Linked DNA regions of Sus scrofa: region 1 is linked to region 2. A link is a contact called in public HiChIP or PLAC-seq data. All regions are on one chromosome and are shown on one strand. The core of a region is the stretch at or near the end of the contact, and the rest is flanking DNA. Distances in the headings are between cores, read along the strand shown.

The links. HiChIP or PLAC-seq counts read pairs in DNA pulled down with a chosen protein or histone mark.
Region 1: an H3K27ac HiChIP or PLAC-seq map of skeletal muscle shows a contact between it and region 2. The contact joins the promoter of MYBPH here to the promoter of TMEM183A in region 2. A contact is called at or near these places in 1 of 47 Hi-C or Micro-C datasets (skeletal muscle) and 1 of 2 datasets of contacts at active chromatin or transcription factors (skeletal muscle).

What each region holds. Positions count from the first base shown.
Region 1 is chr9:113,881,191-113,884,484 of Sscrofa11.1, forward strand. MYBPH (myosin binding protein H) reads right to left here and starts at 1,305. Exons shown (of 10, transcript NM_001033014.1): 1 at 1,024-1,305; 2 at 782-916; 3 at 1-79. The coding sequence starts at 1,234.
Region 2 is chr9:113,711,578-113,715,213 of Sscrofa11.1, forward strand. It overlaps TMEM183A (transmembrane protein 183A), which reads left to right and starts at 1,504. Exons shown (of 8, transcript NM_001243927.1): 1 at 1,504-1,685; 2 at 1,881-1,970; 3 at 2,772-2,939. The coding sequence starts at 1,577. LOC100513809 (alpha-1,3-mannosyl-glycoprotein 4-beta-N-acetylglucosaminyltransferase C-like) reads right to left here and starts at 1,414. Exons shown (of 4, transcript XM_021063626.1): 1 at 1,358-1,414.

The DNA of each region.
Region 1 (3,294 bases), core at 55-2,554, 170 kb after region 2:
TTGTCACCCAGAGCCAGGTTCCGCACGGTCTGCTGGGTCACCATCATGGGCCGGGTGTTCACAGGCACCCACTCCAAGGCTGAGGGAAATGAAGAGAGTGCATGGCCATGGCTCCATGGCCGTGGGCACCCTTCTCAGTGCAGCCACCCTTCTCAATGGTGATCGGAGGAAGCTGAAGTTTTGGAGCCTGCATTTCCCAACGCTCTCCCTCCCTGCCTCTTATTGTTAAATTGCATCAAAGACACCTGATGTTAGAGCCCTCAAGTGGTGACCAGAGAGAGTTGGACACATCTGCCAAGTCACACAGCAAGCTAGGGGCAAAGGCAGAGGCCAGGCTGAGCTTGACTGTCATGGAGATGGACAGCAGGACAGTGGCATCAGGAATTTGGCCAGAGACCCCGCCGCTGCCTATTTCTCTTCACTGTCTCCTCCTCTGACTTAGCCCTCCCCCTCAGTTTCTCTGCTCTCAGCCTTCTGCTTGCCCTCCCCAAGCAGTGTCCTGTGAGACTTAGCACAGCCTTCGTTCTCACGGAGCTGTGCCCCGGTGTCCCCAACTCTTCTTTCGGGAGCTCAAGGACAAGGGGCCTCCTTAGGTGGTTTGGACATCTTCCTGCTCTCAGAGGGGCATTGGTGGAGCAAGAAGCCTTGGGTGAGTGGGTTGAAAGCATTGCTTCTCCCATCCCTCCTCCTGGACTGACCCAACTGCAGAACTGGGGGCTTGTCCCTGCTGCCCTCCAATCCCCCCTCCCTGCGTGTATTCAGGGCTCAGCCCAGAGCTCACCTCCCTCTCGGCGGAGTTCCAGCACGTAGCCCTGGAAACCCAGCTTCCCTAGCCACTCCGGGGGCTCCCAGCTCACAGTCACCGAGCTATCACCCACGTCCTCCACGGCCAGCAGCAGCGGGGCACTGGGGACATCTGAGGGAGAAGCAGGGGAAGGGGAAGAGGTTCATGGCCAAAAGCTCTCCACCCACCACTCCCTGCCATGCCTGCCACCCTCCTCCACCTGTCCCCCCTCTTGTCACCTTCACTCCGAGGTGCTGGTTTACTGGCTGCTGGGGCATCGGGGGCAGGTACATGAGGGGCAGGTTCCTGTGGCTTGGGAGTCTGCTCTTCCCCCGTAGACTTCGGAGCTGCCACTTCTCCAGAGGGCTCTGTGGCGGGCACATTTGCAGATTCAGAGGCAGTCTCCTCTGGACCACAGTCGGGGGCCTCCAAGGTGGCTTTTCCTGTCATTGCTGGGGCTGGCTGAGGGGTCAGGCTGGAGTGTGCAGGGATTAGCAGTGGAGGGTCTGTGCTTCCAGGGTGCCTGGGACACCTAGGTCCAGGCATATATAGTCAGGGGGGCTGCCCCACCCCCAAGCAAGTGATTCCCAGCTGTGGGGTCAGGTCAGGCAGGGGGACCAGAGCGTGGGAGGAGCCTAAGCCAGGAATAGCTCTGGGGGAGGAACTGTAAGGGTCCCTTGAGGAGCACGGGACCTTGTCCATCACCCTGATTGGATCTCAGTAGCTGGGGTTCTGGTGCCCAGATGGGAGGAGGGTACAGATGGGTGAGATGGGACTTGCCGGGAGCCTGTGCCAGGGGTCAGGGCATTTGGGAACAAGAGCTTTCATCTGGAGAATAAACCCAGATCAAGCTCTGCATGTTTGGCTTCTGTGGGGCCCTTGTGCTCAAGGCTTCTCAGCTTGGGTGCTGGGGTCCAGACAGCCTGAAACAGGCTTCCCCAGAGAGCACTCCCTGCTTTGTTGCCAGGGAATTCCCACAATTCCCTGGTCCTCACGTTCCCAAGGAGCTTCACCTGTGCTGTGTGAGGTTGAGGGCCAAGAAAAGGAGGGCATTGGGATGCCTGAGGCGGGGATGATTGGAGGAGGATCTTAGGGCAATGGGACCCCAGGAAGGGAAACTAAGTCCCCTGGTCACCCAGCCTCCCCAACCCCTGGCCTGGCCCTTGGTCTCCCTCTCTGCTAAAGACAGCACCGTGAGAATCCCCCACCTAGCCCTTGAGGGTGGAATAAAGTCGTAAGGAAGATCTGGAAGAGAACTTGGAGGAGGACAGCACTCTGAGACTTCTAGAGGCTTCAAAGCAGGGCATGGCATGGACACGTACATGCCATGGGGAAAATGAGGCAGGCAGGACCAAATTGCTAGTCATTGAGTCATTCATCCAGTAAAACGTTAAGACTGGTGATGATTTAATAACCCTGAAAATAACATGTGTTAGGGAGGAGGGGGAGGAACGAGAACACCCATTGCTGGTGGGAGTGTAGATGGGAGCATTCTCTTTGGACAAAAGTGGGTGAGCATCTGGTCAAGTTGAAAATGTTCAAACTCTATGGCCCACCCCAGAAACCCTCACACCTGCACCCCAGGAGACACACATGCCAATGCTGACAGCAGTGTTGTCTGCAGTCGCCAAATCTGGAGAAAGCAGCCCTCCCTCAACAAGGGGATCCATAATTAACTGTGCAGTGTCTCTGCACCTAGAAACCAAAACTAGAATAAAAGCTTCAGCTACACGGGTGATCTAACAGACATAATGGGGAGCAAAAGGAGCTGGACACACAGAGTGGTGTGATTCCCACTCGTGTTCAATTCACACACAGGCGGCACCAGCTCTCTTCTTCAAGGGGCATCTCTACAAAAGAAGACAGGGAGAGTCAGGAGAGTGCTGGCCTCTGGGGGCAGCGACGGGGATGTATGTGATTGGAGCTCAGGGCCACTAATGAGGTCTTGATTCCTGTCCTGCGTAATGGTTACACAGGCTTTCACTATAAAGGAATTCTTTCAATTAAATAAATACATTTTATGCACTCTTCAGCATGGATGATATAGCTCACAACTGAAAAATAAATACACATGGAATTTATTTAGGGTCCTCAGCCACACATACCTTCTCCCCCTTCCCTGGGGCCAGGGGCACAGGAGTGTGGCCACATCTTACCACCTGCTGTCCTTGTTGAGGAGAGGCCACAGAGGGCCTGGGGAGCCTCCAGATCCTGCCCCGCTTGGGTGCCTATGCCCTTTGCCAGATGACAAATGTCCTGCCCAGTAGGGGGCGGGCCTTGGAGACCCGATCCCCATCCCTGGCCTCTGACTCTGCAGCTATAAGTGAATGTGACTAACTCTGCAGGACCCTGAGTCAGCCCTGCAGAGCCTGTCCCAGGATGGGGGAGGGTGGCCAGGGGAAGGGGGTGGGGGTTTGCTGCCCTGGAGAACTCACAGACCCTGGGGTTTCAAAGATCCCTATGTGGTGGGGTGGGCAGTGGGCTGGGATTAGGGAGTGCTTGGCCCACTG
Region 2 (3,636 bases), core at 254-2,753:
CTCCTAAATATCTCACGGTGGCACTCTGGTGGGTCCAACAGGTGGAACTGAGGTAGGAGGTAGGCCTCTGGGCTGTGAACAGCTGGGGCTTGTTAGTCTGAGTAAATTGGACCTTGCTTCTCTTTGACACTTCAAGGAAGTTAATGGCGGGCGGGAGCTGGGCTCAGCTGGAATAAAAAGATTACCACTGCAATCACTCCTGGGGTAAAGGAGACCTCCTCAATTTCACGTGTGCATAAAGACTCCTGGGGGTCAAAAAGGAAGGGGGGTGCCAGGTCATAATAAGTCCTGATACCATCCCAGAACCCTTTGCTTTAGAATCCATCTTGACCAAAAGATGAGCATGCAACTGGGGAAGGTCCAGTAAGGTGTGAGAAATATAACAAGATAATCAGCCAAAGGAAAGCAAAGACGCTAAAGAACTGTCCTAAATAAGCAATTTAAATCATCTCTCTGGTGCACTCCTCACTGGGGGCAGGGGATGTCCACACACACACTCCTACTTTGGGTATGTATTACTGCCTTGCTTCTGCCATAGATAAATGGACTACTTCTCTGTGCTCTCCCACATGTTGTATTGCGTTTCTAACAATAAACTTTATACCAGCTTTTATAGTCTTTGCCTCCTTAAAACATTCTTGCTTTCAACAGGGAGCAAGAATCAGGGCAATTCTGCTTTCAGTCTCTAGCTGGTCTAGTAACTAGAATTCTTGGTTTTCATGCAGGCTGCCCAGGTTCAACTTCTGAGGAGAGAATTAAGATCTCGTTTCAAGCTATCATCCACTGCTATCTCTCCAACATCAGGAGTCTTGGTCCCTAAATAAGTACCATGCTCCTCAAACCAAGATTAGCACATTCAGGAAGCTGCAATGAAATTATGACACAAAACCTAACATAGGACACATGATAACTTATTTATCCTGGTGACACTAGACAAGGATCCTGCTCCCTCACAGTTCTATAACCATCCTTTCCTCATCCATCCTTCTAGTATTTAGTTTGGTGGATAGTGGTAAATCAATAAACTTTTAAGAACCCCTCCCTCAACTTTGAGAATTCAGAAATTTTATCTTTTGTATAAGAAATTGGAGTTAAGACTCTTAAAGGCCCGTGTTGGACTAGCAGGAGGTCTATGTGGCCTGGGAGATGTAACACGAAGATGAAAATATATGTGCTTTTGGGGGTACTGAAGTGAAACTGAAGTGTGGACAGCAGCAGCAGCAGCAGTGAAACCTGAGAGACCTGACTGTAAACTCAATTCTAATCAATGCGGATGTAGGTTTCCGGTCTAAGACACCAAATCATCTCACAAAAGGAAGGGCAAAATCCCACACTGCCCAAAACAGCAGCCACCTACCCAAAGAAAACCCAGACGCAGGTTGATCTGTAGCCGCTGGATGATGACGTACTCCCCAGACCAGATTGGTGATTGGTTTCTGAAGAGGGGCGTCGGCGGTCAACGCGACGTGGAGCCCTAGCCTAAGTCCTCGCGAGAGCTGCGGTCTCCGGAGGGGATGGCCGCGGAGCCGGGCGGACTTGGCCCTTGGCTCCAGGATCCTGCTCCCTGGCCCGAAACATGGCCGGGGGTCCTGGCCCACTAACACGGCCTCGCCCCGACACAGTCGCCATGCCCAAGAGAGGGAAGCGACTCAAGTTCCGGGCCCAAGACGCCTGCTCTGGGCGAGGTAGGGAGGGGGCGAAAGCTTTGAAAGGCTTGGGGCTGGAGGCAGGTGGGGGGCAGGACAGCGCCGTGGCGAGTGCTTGCGCTCCTGCGACCGGAGGGCGGCCAGGGCTGGGGACTTGGAGTGAGCAGGAAATCTCGGTGGGAGAAAGCTGACGAGAGAAGGCATCCTCCTTTGAGGGTTGGTGCTGTGTTTCAGTGACCGTGGCGGATTATGCCAACTCGGATCCGGCCGTCGTGAGGTCTGGAAGGGTCAAGAAAGCCGTCGCCAATGCTGTTCAGCAGGAAGGTAGGCTTCCGACGAATCTTTTAAGACTCAGGCAGTGAAGAGAGAAATTGGTGTTTTATTTTCCTGGGATCCTGCCTCGGTATTTTTCTTGCAGTCCTTTGGTCTCTTCCTGCAAACGTGTTTGCTCTTCTAAATGGTTACTCATATATTCAGAGAAGGGGAAATATTACCAAGAGCAGTAGGAGTTTCTAGAGCAGAAATATTTTTTTTCCATCTTTCCATTAAAAATAAAATCTTTTTAAAAATAAAATAAAATCTTTAAGGAACTCTTCTGTGATTTCCACTGCATTCTTCTGGGTTATTAATCTTTTTCCTGTAGTTCACATATATTCTCCATTTAATTCTGCAGTTTGCTTTTTAGTGTAATAACCTTGAACTATTGCTTTGCCCATGCTTCTCTTACTTTCAGCTTCTTACTTGAGGTTTGTGTTTTTATGATATGTAATGTCTTCAGCCCAGGAATAGGGTTAAATTGGATTTAATTCGTCTCAAGCATTGCTTCTCAGAAGTTATGCAAATTGAAAATAGCATTGACCTTTTACTTTTACCTTGCAGAATGGAAGAATAATTCACTTTCTTTCTTCAGGTCTGAAGCAGTTTATGCAATTTTGGAGTCAGTTTGCCCATTGCTTTCCAATTTTTTTGTACTTAAGCTACTCTTTAAAAAAGATTCTCAGCTTTCTTTAGCTAGCTTTCAAACTGCTTTTGCTTTTTTTTCCTTTTTCCTTTTCCTCATGGATGCTGATATCCTGCCTAAGCCATGGAACTCTGCCATTTCATTCTCTTCTTATTTTCTTCTAGTAAAATCTCTTTGTGGCTTGGAAGCCTCCCAGGTTCCTGCAGTGGAAGCTCTTTCTGGGGCTGGTGAGCCTTGTGACATCATCGACAGCAGTGATGAGATTGATGCCCAGGAGGAAAGCATCCATGAGAGAACTGTCTGCAGAAAAAAGAAAAGCAAGAGGCACAAAGGTACAGGGCCTGCTGTCTTTTGGATTATTAATCCTATCTGTGGTAATAACTTGAAGTCATCATTTTTTCAGTAGCATAAAAGGTAATACCAGTGGAGAACCAGAGTTGGGATCTTAGTAGTGAGACAGGACTTTTATATACCAGGGAATTTTATTTATGTCTAAATTTGAGAGGAGAGGAGATTGATAATAGCAGATTTCTGGAACTGTGAACTTGATTATAGTGGCCATTCATTGAGAACATGTCATGATCGGGTAAAACCCATGTAGCAACATGAAAACAAAAAGCCTTTTGCATTTCTGGATTTCTGAATGGGTAAAGAAGCAGAGTTGTGACAAAAATTTTTTTCCAAATATGTGAATTGTATATGACCAGTTTCATTTCAGCTAAAGTTTGATATCACGGACTTCTAAGTACTCTGCAGTTATTATAATTATCTTTTTTTTAACGGCCACTCTTGCGACATATGGAGATTCCCAGGCTAGGGGTCAAATCGGAGCTGTAGCCACTGACCCATAACCACAGCAACACACAGTCCGAGCCTTGTCTGCGATCTGCACCACCCCTCACAGCAACGCCAGATCCTTAACCCACTGAACGAGGCCAGGGATGGAACCTGCATCCTCATGGATGCTAGTCAGATTCGTTTCTGCTGAGCCACGATGGGAACTTTAGTTCTGCAATTATTAATATCTGT